3 separate regions of the Macaca mulatta genome follow, and all the other regions are linked to region 1. A link is a contact called in public Hi-C data. All regions are on one chromosome and are shown on one strand. Each heading gives the region's core, a stretch centred on a gene start, on an enhancer-like site or on the middle of the called end of the contact. The rest is flanking DNA. Distances are from core to core; before and after follow the strand shown. Region 1 holds the start of FUZ (fuzzy planar cell polarity protein). Region 2 holds the start of AP2A1 (adaptor related protein complex 2 subunit alpha 1). Region 3 holds the start of PNKP (polynucleotide kinase 3'-phosphatase).

The links. Hi-C and Micro-C count contacts between places; a contact is called where the count stands out from the background.
Region 2: a contact with region 1 is called in a Hi-C map of fetal cortex germinal zone, with 1.8 times the contacts expected there. The contact joins the promoter of AP2A1 here to the promoter of FUZ in region 1. A contact is called at or near these places in 3 of 14 Hi-C or Micro-C datasets (CD4 T cells, cortical neurons and fetal cortex germinal zone).
Region 3: a Hi-C map of fetal cortex germinal zone shows a contact between it and region 1, with 2.3 times the contacts expected there. The contact joins the promoter of PNKP here to the promoter of FUZ in region 1. A contact is called at or near these places in 3 of 14 Hi-C or Micro-C datasets (CD4 T cells, fetal cortex germinal zone and liver).

The regions. Positions count from the first base shown.
Region 1 is chr19:62,281,635-62,285,026 of T2T-MMU8v2.0, forward strand. FUZ (fuzzy planar cell polarity protein) reads right to left here and starts at 1,722. Exons shown (of 12, transcript XM_077981024.1): 1 at 1,122-1,722. MED25 (mediator complex subunit 25) reads left to right here and starts at 2,060. Exons shown (of 18, transcript XM_077980863.1): 1 at 2,060-2,182; 2 at 2,300-2,386.
Region 2 is chr19:62,232,305-62,235,897 of T2T-MMU8v2.0, forward strand. It overlaps AP2A1 (adaptor related protein complex 2 subunit alpha 1), which reads left to right and starts at 1,335. Exons shown (of 33, transcript NM_001266208.2): 1 at 1,335-1,534. The coding sequence starts at 1,468. It overlaps LOC144337270 (a long non-coding RNA gene), which reads left to right and starts at 1,692. Exons shown (of 2, transcript XR_013410125.1): 1 at 1,692-1,860.
Region 3 is chr19:62,329,955-62,333,599 of T2T-MMU8v2.0, forward strand. It overlaps PNKP (polynucleotide kinase 3'-phosphatase), which reads right to left and starts at 1,505. Exons shown (of 17, transcript XM_015124622.3): 1 at 1,419-1,505; 2 at 1,007-1,170; 3 at 342-388. The coding sequence starts at 1,157. All of the region lies in intron 12 of VRK3 (VRK serine/threonine kinase 3), which reads right to left. It overlaps AKT1S1 (AKT1 substrate 1), which reads right to left. Exons shown (of 5, transcript XM_028838832.2): 5 at 2,711-3,645. The coding sequence ends at 3,533.

The DNA.
Region 1 (3,392 bases), core at 472-2,971:
CAGTGGCCGGATCTCAGCTCACTGCAAGCTCCGCCTCCCGGGTTTACGCCATTCTCCGGCCTCAGCCTCCCGAGTAGCTGGGACTACAGGCGCCCGCCACCTCGCCCGGCTAGTTTTTTGTATTTCTTAATAGAGACGGGGTTTCACCGTGTTAGCCAGGATGGTCTCGATCTCCTGACCTCGTGATCTGCCCGCCTCGGCCTCCCAAAGTGCTGGGATTACAGGCGTGAGCCACGGCATCCGGTCCGGGTCAGGTTTCTTTCTATTAAAGTAAATATAAAGTGGCAGGGCACAGTGGCTAACACCTGGGATTGCTTCAGCCCAGGAGTTTGAGACATGCCAGGGCAACATAGTGAGACCCCATCTCTACAAAAAATTTAAAAATTAGGCCGGGCGCGGTGACTCATGCCTGTAATCCCAGCACTTTGGGAGGCCGAGGCCGGCGGATCACGAGGTCAGGAGATCGAGACCATCCTGGCTAACACGGTGAAACGCCATCTCTACTAAAAATACAAAAACAAAAAACAAGCCAGGCGTGGTGGTGGGCGCCTGTAGTCCCACGTACACGGGAGGCTGAGGCAGGAGAATGGCGTGAACCCGGGAGGCGGAGCTTGCAGTGAGCCGAGATTGCGCCACTGCACTCCAGCCTGGGAGATAGAGCGATACAACGTCTCAAAAAAAAAAAAAAAAAAAAATTAAAAATTAGCTGGGAGTGGTGGTGCGCGGCTGTGGTCCCAGCTGCTCTACAGGCAGAAGAGTGGCTCCAGTGCGAGCACTAGAGGCTGCCGTGAGCCAAGATTGGGCCACTGCACTCCAACCTGCACAACAGAAAGAGACCTTGTCTCAAAAAATAAAAATTAAAATTAAAAAGATAATAGTAATGCAGTGTTTCTATTTTTCTATATTATTCATCAATAAGATTTGTGTAGCACATTTCTGTCAACAAACACGTTAGATTATTCCAGTTGGTAGTGTATTTTTCAACTTGGTTTATGCAGTCTTTTGGGAAAAATTAATAAAGACTACGTTTTCTGACTTTGCTGTAGTGCTAAGAAACTCAATGGCAGTCATTAAGATTTTTTTCCTTCAGATAGTTTTCGAGTTTCATTTGTCGCACTTACATTTTTAATCTACCTGGAATGTATTTATGTTCTAGGCCAGTTTCTGGCTCCTCTCCCGGAAAACAACGCTCAGGTGTTGCTAAGCAACCCACACTTGGGTTGGTATTCGGCTTCTTTTCAGGGGGAAAACAACTGCCCTCCCTTCCAAGTTGAGGACGACCTTAAAGCGTTGCCTAGTAACCTCGTTTCCGCCGATGTGATTGGATCCTTCTCGCCTCCCTCCCCCAGTCCGCCCGCCCAAAAGAACAGAATCAGAAACTTAATCTAACGGTTAGAAAACAAGGGCAGAGGTCCCGGCGCTGTGGCTCAGGACTGTAATCTTAGCACTTTGGGAATCCAAGGCGGGCGAATCACTTGAGGTCAGGAGTTCGAGAACAGCCTGGCCCACATGGTGAAACCCTTTCTCTACTAAAAATACAAAAATTAGCGGAGCCTGGTGGCGGGCACCTGTAATCCCAGCTACTCGGAAGGCTGAGGCAGGAGAATCGCTTGAACCCGGGAGGCGGAGGTTGTAGTGAGCCGAGATCGCGCCACTGCACTTCAGCCTGGGCGACAGGGCGAGACTCCCCTTTCGAAAACAAAGGAAACAAAACACAAAAACGAAAACAAGGGCAGCGTACGCGTTGCATAGCAACCAGGTCTCCCGCCCCTCCCTTTGAGACAAGAGGCGGACCCAGACGCCCCGCTCAAAGATGGCGGCTGACTGAGCCGCTTTCAATTTATTTCGCTCTTGAGAATCCTGACAAGAATTCCGTCGAACCCATCAGGCCCCTAAAAGGGCTAACTATGCCCTTTCTGAGTTTTCCACGCGGTGGAGGCGAAGGAGGATGGAGCTAGAACGAAGCCTCAGCGCGTGCCCCGCACAAACATGGCCGCATTCCCAGCGTCCCTAAACCGCCCGGCGCGGGTGCGCGCGCAGCGCAGGCGCATTTCCGCTCATTCCGCGGTGTCGGCTGCGGCGGCTGTGGCGGTGGCGGCTACCGCACGGGGTATGGTCCCCGGGTCCGAGGGCCCGGCCCGCGCCGGGGGCCTGGTGGCCGACGTGGTGTTTGTGATTGAGGGTACGGCCAACCTGGGACCCTACTTCGAGGGACTCCGCAAGCACTACCTGCTGCCGGCCATCGAGTGAGTGCCGTTTCCGCGGCTCTAATCCCGCCCTCCCATTTCAGTTTCCACAGCTTCTTGCCTGACTCCGACCTTTCACCTCCGACCCTCACAGGTATTTTAATGGTGGTCCTCCTGCTGAGACGGACTTCGGGGGAGACGTGAGTCTTGGGACTCCTGGGTCTGAGGGAGGAGGGGCTGGGGGCCTGGACTCCTGGGTCTGAGGGAGGAGGAGTTCGGGGTCTGGACTCCTGGGTCTGAGGGAGGAGGAGTTCGGGGTCTGGACTACTGGGTCTGAGGGAGGAGGAGTTCGGGGTCTGGACTCCTGGGTCTGAGGGAGGAGGAGTTCGGGGTCTGGACTCCTGGGTCTGAGGGAGGAGGAGTTCGGGGTCTGGACTACTGGGTCTGAGGGAGGAGGAGTTCGGGGTCTGGACTCCTGGGTCTGAGGGAGGAGGAGTTCGGGGTCTGGACTACTGGGTCTGAGGGAGGAGGGGTTCGGGGTCTGGACTCCTGGGTCTGAGGGAGGAGGGGCTGGGGGCCTGGACTCCTGGGTCTGAGGGAGGAGGGGACTGGGGGTCTGGACTCCTGGGTCTGAGGGAGGAGGGGCTGGGGGCCTGGACTCCTGGGTCTGAGGGAGGAGGAGTTCGGGGTCTGGACTACTGGGTCTGAGGGAGGAGGGGTTCGGGGTCTGGACTCCTGGGTCTGAGGGAGGAGGGGCTGGGGGCCTGGACTCCTGGGTCTGAGGGAGGAGGGGCTGGGGGCCTGGACTCCTGGGTCTGAGGGAGGAGGGGTTCGGGGTCTGGACTCCTGGGTCTGAGGGAGGAGGGGCTGGGGGCCTGGACTCCTGGGTCTGAGGGAGGAGGGGTTCGGGGTCTGGACTCCTGGGTCTGAGGGAGGAGGAGGGGCCTGGACTCCTGGGTCTGAGGGAGGAGGAGGGGTCTGGACTACTGGGTCTGAGGGAGGAGGGGTTCGGGGTCTGGACTCCTGGGTCTGAGGGAGGAGGAGGGGCCTGGACTCCTGGGTCTGAGGGAGGAGGAGTTCGGGGTCTGGACTCCTGGGTCTGAGGGAGGAGGGACAGGGGTCTGGACTCCTGGGTCTGAGGGAGGAGGGGATGGGGCTGAGATTCCTGGGTCTGAGGAAGGAGGAAGTTGAGGAGTTCCTGGTTCT
Region 2 (3,593 bases), core at 85-2,584, 50 kb before region 1:
GTCCCATTCTTGCCCAGAAGGAGTTCCCAGTCTGGAGGAAAGAATTAATTTTGGTTTGATATCTGCTACAATGGAGGCTGCCCGAGAGATGCTGTGGTTGGACAAAAAAAAAAAAAAGGGCAACATATATTGAAAAGTAAGCCAAGATATGGTTTACATTTATTTCTGCTTTTTCACTTACAAGCTATGTGGCCCTGGGCAAGTCATTCACCCTCTCGACCTAAGGTTTATTTATTTATTTATTTTGAGACGGAGTCTCGCTCTGTCGCCCAGGCTGGAGTGCAGTGGCCGGATCTCAGCTCACTGCAAGCTCCGCCCCCCAGGTTCACGCCATTCTCCTGCCTCAGCCTCCCGAGTAGCTGGGACTATAGGCGCCCGCCACCTCGCCCGGCTAGTTTTTTTGTATTTTTTAGTAGAGACGGGGTTTCACCGTGTTAGCCAGGATGGTCTCGATCTCCTGACCTCGTGATCCGCCCGTCTCGGCCTCCCAAAGTGCTGGGATTACAGGCGTGAGCCACCGCGCCCGGCTCGACCTAAGGTTTAACCTCTGCTTAATGGGACTAGACTTGAATTACTGTTTTTCACTCTGAGATTCTAGGTCTCCTGACAACTCAAGTCCCGACACGTTGGCTGCAGAGAAGGGGGGAGGGGAGGAAGGCTTCCTAGAAGAGGATTTTAGCAGTCGGGGGTGACAGTAGATGGAGAAAGGGAACACTGAGACGCTTGCGCAGTAAACACCGCACGCTCTCTTGCCCCGCCCAACCCCTTCTCTGCAGCAGGGAATTGCAGGCGTCGCTCCACCTATCCCAGCCGAGCGGAGTGACACCCTCTCTCGTTCCTTCTCTACTGATCTTCGCCTTCCGCCCGCCCCACAGCCGCCCAATAGAGAGCTGAAGTAGGACAGATCTCGCCAATCCGCGACGCCTGAGGGGGAGGTCTACCCGTTCATTGGTCCCAGTCAACCTAAGTCCCGCCTCCTAGTCCCGTTCCCCGCCTTCCTTCACGACCCTCCCTCCCTCCTTGGAGGGCCGCTAGATCCAATCAGTGTTTGACCTGGCCGCGCGAAGGGGGCGGGTCCATGATGCGCAATCGAACCCCGCCCGTCTCTTGGGCAACGCCTCCTCCCCCCCTTCTCATTCCCAAACGGAAATAGCGGAACAGTGGACCAATGGCAGCGTCGTGCCTTTGCTTAGCGGCCAATGAGAGAGGAAGTGGGGAGAAACGCGAGTGTGAGCGGCAGGAGCCCAAACCAATGGGAGCTCAGAGCTCCGGACGGCGGGCGGAGGGGAGGGGCAGGGGGCGGTGCCACGGCCTGCCAGCCCGCCCGCCCGCCCGCCAGCCAGCCCTCCCCGCGGCCGGCTGGGCTCCCTGGCGCTGCCTGGGGTCCTTTCCGCCCGGTCCCCGCTTGCCAGCCCCCGCTGCTGTGTGCCCTGTCCGGCCAGGCCTGGAGCCGACACCACCGCCATCATGCCGGCCGTGTCCAAGGGCGATGGGATGCGGGGGCTCGCTGTGTTCATCTCCGACATCCGGAACTGTGAGCGCGCGGCCGGGGGACACTGGAGACGCGGGGGAGGGGGGAGCGTGAAACTGAGGGGTTTGGGGGTCACAGAGGGACCCGGGGGATCAAAAGCTCTACGGTCGTAGAAAAAGAGCATAGATGGGCCCCGGGATGAACTTTAGGGTGGGGGGCACGCAGGGGCTTGGGGTGTCATAGAGTGCCTCTTGAGGTGACGACACGGAGTAGCTAGAGGGGTCCGGGAGGGCTTGAAAGGGGAGGAGGACAGTGAGGTCCCGGGGATGGGAGCATAGAGGTGTCCCCTGGGAAAGACTGAAAAGCTGGGGGATCGTACAAACGATGGGGTTAGAGGGATTCCTAATGTAGGGAAGAAGGGAAAGAAGTGCATGGTGGGGGTGCCCTGTGGAGCGATGGAATGGGAGGAAGCCAGAGGGGACCTGGAGGAAGTGGAATGCCGGAAGCCTAATGGAGCAGGGCTTGAGGGCCTGGGATAGGGGGTGTCATACAGGGGAAAGGGGTTAGATAGGTCACCGAGGCTCCTGGCCAGTGGTATAGAGGAGGCCTGAGAGTGGGTGAAAGTCCACGCGTTTGGGGCGGGGAGATGATGGGAGGGGGAGACTATAAGGACACCCTGGTGAGGGATAGAGGGGCTTCAGGGTGGGAGATTGCTTAGAAGATATGGAAGGCAGTGGGGAGGGGGCTAGAGGGGCAGCTGAGGGGAAAGGAGGGACCCAAGGAACACAGAGGAAAAGAGCTGCTGGTGTAAGGTCTTGGGAGAACCTGTGACAGGGAACGGGGGCCTGGAAAGGAGAGGACGTTAGAGTGGCGGGTTGGGGGAAGGGCAGAAGAAGGAGCGCCCAGACCTCAAGGAAGGCGTTGGGTTCTGAAGTGCTTGAGGGGTAGAGATCTGGAAAGCTGGGGATAGGGGAAGTCTAATCCCAGAGAGAGGTCAGGGGTCAGGCAGCAGGACAGGCAGGGATCTGAGCCCTTTTCTGTTTGACCACAGTAATATGGGGACAGTGGTCCCTGCCAGGAAGAGTTGTCGTGACAATGAAGCCTGGCGGCAAGTCAGTTCTCAACTCCTGGGAATGGCTGTTGGAGATTGGAGCTGCCAGGAGTCTTCAGAGGCTGTATCCGCGTGGGCTCTGGGGTCAGCCAGACTTGGGTTTGCGTTTGAGCACTGCCACTCCCTAGCTCTGTGACCTTGAATGAGGGACTTCACCCCTCGGTTTCCTCATCTGTCAAGAGAGACTGCTGATCGTATCTTCCTGAGGGGCTTGTGACAATGCCTGTGAGTCAGGCCTTTCACGCGTTCCAGGCCCCAGATGGAACTTGGCTATTGTTTTTCCTCCGCTGGCTCTGAACAGCAGCTCTGTAAAGTACCCAGTGATTGTTGTTGTTTTAGAATTTAACTGTTATGGAAGGATCTGGCATGTAGTAGGTGCTCAGGGAACAGGAGGGTGGAAACGGTTGGGTATCAGTTGAAGGAGAAATGATCACTTGTTATGACAAGGGGCGGAGCGATGGGGGTTGTGGAATAGCTGGGGGCCACTGTTAGCAGATATACGCTGCCTTTGTTACCCACCAGGGATGTGAATCCCTACGAGTCATTTAACCTCTTTCAGGACGTCTTCTTGTCTGCAAACTTCATTCATAACAGCGTCTTGCCTCTGAAGGCTCATTTATTCATTCATTCACTTGACAAATACTTTTTGATCGCTCTAGTGTTGTCCAGGCCGTGTTCTAGGCGCTGGGATGACAATAATGAACAGAAACTCCTGTTCTTGCCGGGTGCGGTGGCTCACGCCTATAATCCCAGCGCTTTGGGAGGCCGAGGCAGGCGGATCACCTGAGGTCAGGAGTTCAAGACCAACCTGGCCAACATGGTGAAACTCCGTCTCTACTAAAAATGCAAGAATTAGCCAGGTGTGGTGATGGGTGCCTGTAATCCCAGCTACTCAGGAGGCTGAGACAGGAGAATCGCTTGAACCCGGGAGGCGGAGGTTGCAGTGAGCCGAGATCACACCATTGCACTCCAGGCTGGGCAACAAGAGTGAAACTCCATCTCCAAAAATAA
Region 3 (3,645 bases), core at 255-2,754, 48 kb after region 1:
TGTCACCCAGGCTGAAGTACAGTGTGGTGATCACTGCTCACTGCACCCTAGACCTACTGGGCTCAAGGGATCCTCTCGATTAGCTGGAACTACAAGGACGCGCCACCATCCCCGCTAATTTTTTATAGAGACAGGTTTCACCATGTCGCTCAGGCTGGTCTCGAACTCCTGGGTTCAAGCGATCTGCCCGCCTCGGCCTCCCAAAGTGCTGGGATTACAGGCTTGAGCCACAACGCCCGGCCCCAATCAGATTTTCCTAATGTACCACTTCACTGATGGCTTGCAATTCCTCCCCAAATCCCATCCCCAGGCCTTGCTGCCCCTTGCAGAGGCACTGATACCTGTTTCACTGCCACTGTCCGGGTCTCAGGATCTGCGACCAGTTCCACTGAGGATAGGAGGGATGGAGTCAGGATTTGCATCCTTGTGTGATTGGTTCCCTCATTTCTGGGGAGTGTGGCCTGCTTCAGGCTATAGCATCCATTCCGGAGGGAGTCAGAGGCAGTTTATTTCTACACGGGATTGGCTCCTTGACATGTAGTAGCCAGATGGTGGCACTAGGATTGCCTGACACTGGTCCTTCCTTGTAAGGGACAGGGAAGTACTTTTCTCTATAGAATTGGTTTCCTCCTTTACAAAAAATGTGGCTAGATACAGGTCCGGGACTTGGCCTGTTACCATCCATCCCAACCTAGTGACATTTATTTTTCTCCATAGGATAATTTTTCTCTTGACAAGGGTCGTCGCCTGTTTCTGGATTTCCAGATGGCCTAAGTATCATCCGCGCAGTGAACATCCTCCCGAAATTGGCTCGATCCCCTCTCCCCCAAAGGATCTAGCTAATTCTAAATCAAGCACAAACTTTCTCTTCCTGTGCGCCCTACAGAGCACCTTCTGACTTCGGGGCTGCCGGCACCACGCAATCCCGCGTAGCAGCCAAGCGTCCCTCTGGATTGTTCTCACTTTTGCAACAGGCCACACCCCCTCCAGCTCAGGCCCCGCCCACCTTGAGTCCTGGAGCACTTCCGGTCCGTGACCTGGGTCAGGGGTCCCCTGCCCAGGACCAGGGCTTGCCCGTCCGAGGGCAGGAAGATGGGAGGCGCTCCCCCAGGGGGGCTCTCGAGCCACAAGCGGCCCGGGGCCTTCACCTCGCCCATCCTGGGTGCCAGCCTGGGGAGCAGGTAAACGGGCTTGAGTGGCGCACAGCTCCAGTTTGCTACAGGAAGTCCCACTTCCTCCCACCTCCACTAGAACTTTCCCCATCATTAACTGCTTCGGAAGTCCCACCCCCTCGCCTGCCGCGGCTCGCGCCGTTTCCCAGGCGACGACGCGTGCTCCATCCCCACGAGTTGGAATCCCCACTTCCCAAGGCACAGGCAGATAGCCTCGCACATGCCCCCGCCCCGCCCTGTACTCACCCGGGACCGCTGCTCTGGCTCACGGCCACTTCCGACCAGGGAGGTCCTGCCCTAGGCGCCCCGCTTGCAACACGGCCGGCGGCGCTCAGTTCCTCGGCGGACGGAAATGACTCGTGCCCTCGAGGGGGGCGGGGCCTGGGTTCCTCCCACGGCAGCCACGCCCCTTGCCCGACCCACTTTCCCTAGGATCCCTCCACAGCCCTGACCTTCACGTCTTGCTGCAACGCGAGGCTCAGACCGGTAGCGGGGACTGGATCCTTCGTTAGCAGATTTGCCTCTTTCTAACTTGACTTCTAATTTTCATCCCAGGGAGGAAGCTTTTTTTCCCATCTGATGGTCATTGTCAGTCAAGGAAACCTCCGCCCACGACAGCGCCCCTAAATCCTTCTTTGGTATTACCCTCCATGTTCTAGTTTCCTCATCTATAAAGGGGATGATCCTTTCCACTTCGTGGGGTTACCATGACGATTAAAGGCACTAACACGTCACAAAAGCTTTAAAAAATGTTTGGGTGGTAGTAAGCCCTGTTTAAATCTTATTTAGTGTTAGCATTCTTCCGGTAGTGGTCTGGTGGGAGATTACGTTTACCTGGTCCTAATTTCGAAGGTGGTTTCCACCTGCTTTCTAACCTCCAGCCATTTTTTTTTTTTTTTTTTTTTTGGAGAAGGGGTCTCACTGTGCTGCCCAGGCTGATCTCGACCTCCTGGCGTCCTGTGATCGTCCCGCCTCGGCCTCCCAGCGTGTTGGCCTTATAGGCGTGAGGCACCAAGCCCAGCTGCTCCAGTCCTTTTATAATAGAAGACTCCCGGCTGGAGTTCCTGGCTTTGCTGGTGAATATGTGGCCTCCTCTGGCTCCAACCATCACCCCAAGATTGGGGTCCATGGTCACACAAGACTGGAATGCTCTCTTCCACCCCATGAACCTCTTGTCTTCATATGTATAAAATGGGCACAGAGCCAGGCGCGGTGGCTGACTCCTGTAATCCCAGCACTTTGGGAGGCCGAGGCGGGTAGATCATTTGAGGTCAGGAGTTCGAGACCAGCGTGGCCAACATGGTGAAACCCTGTTTCTACTGAAAATACAAAAATTATCCGGGCGGCAGTGGCGCGTAATCCCAGCTACTCGGGAGGTTGAGGCAGGAGAATCACTTGAACCTGAGCGAGAGTGGGACCCTGTCTCAAAAATAAATAAAATGGACACAGTCATTCCAACCCCCAGCTGTTCACTGATAATCAGACGTTGCCATTCGGTTTCAGAAAATGTTGAATGAACACTCACGACACACCACACATTTATCTGTCAGAGGTAAAACTCTTTAATCTCAGAGCGCCCTTCCCAACTGCCAATCCCCCAACCCCTCACTCTCTCCCCTACACCAGGGCCGGAGAGTGAGGGCCCCTGCCCCCCACCTTGGGTGGACGAGGGCCCTTTAAGGCACCTGTGGAGGTGGGGGGCGAGGGACGGGAGCTGGTACCATCCTGGATGCAGGGACGGGCTTCGATTGGCAGGCTGTTGTGGGGATGGATGGAACCAATGAAAGGGGGTGCCAGAGGCAACGACCCCAGCCCCCGTAGTGTAAAGAATGTAAATTGAAGGCCCCAGGCCAATTCTGGGAACAGGAGGGCTTGGCCACGCCCCCACAGGAAGCTGGAGCCAATCAGGAGGGACAACTCAGGAAAAGCGGACGATGACTATGCGGAGACTGGTCAAGCCCTTTAAAGGATTCGAGCCAATCAAAAATAAGAGCTGCCCAGCGACTAGGGGATGGAGCCAATGACGTGCGAGCAAAGCCCTTGTCGCTAGGCGAAAAACAACGGAATTGACCCATTTAGAGCTTAGAACTGAACGAGCCAATCCCTTAATAGAAGGAATCTGTCGCTAGGCGGAGAGGCGCGACAGACCCAATCGGGAAACGGGACAGATCCCGCTCCTCGGCGCGGGAGGTCATGGGCTGGAAGGGCGACGTGGATTGGCAGAGGCGGCTCAATCCTGGGAACCGGAGACGCAAGGAGGCGGGTCCCGGATCGGCCTCAGATTGGCTGGCCCCGGGAGTGGGGCGGGGGCGTAGTGTGGGACGGGGCGGATGAGGCCCGGGACGCTCCCTCCCTGGGCCTCAGTATTTCCGCTTCAGCTTCTGGAAGTCGCTGGTGTTAAGCCGCGGCCGTGGCAGGTCCCCGAAGACCTGGGTGTCCTCGGCCTCTCTCAGCACCAGCGCGCGCATGCTTG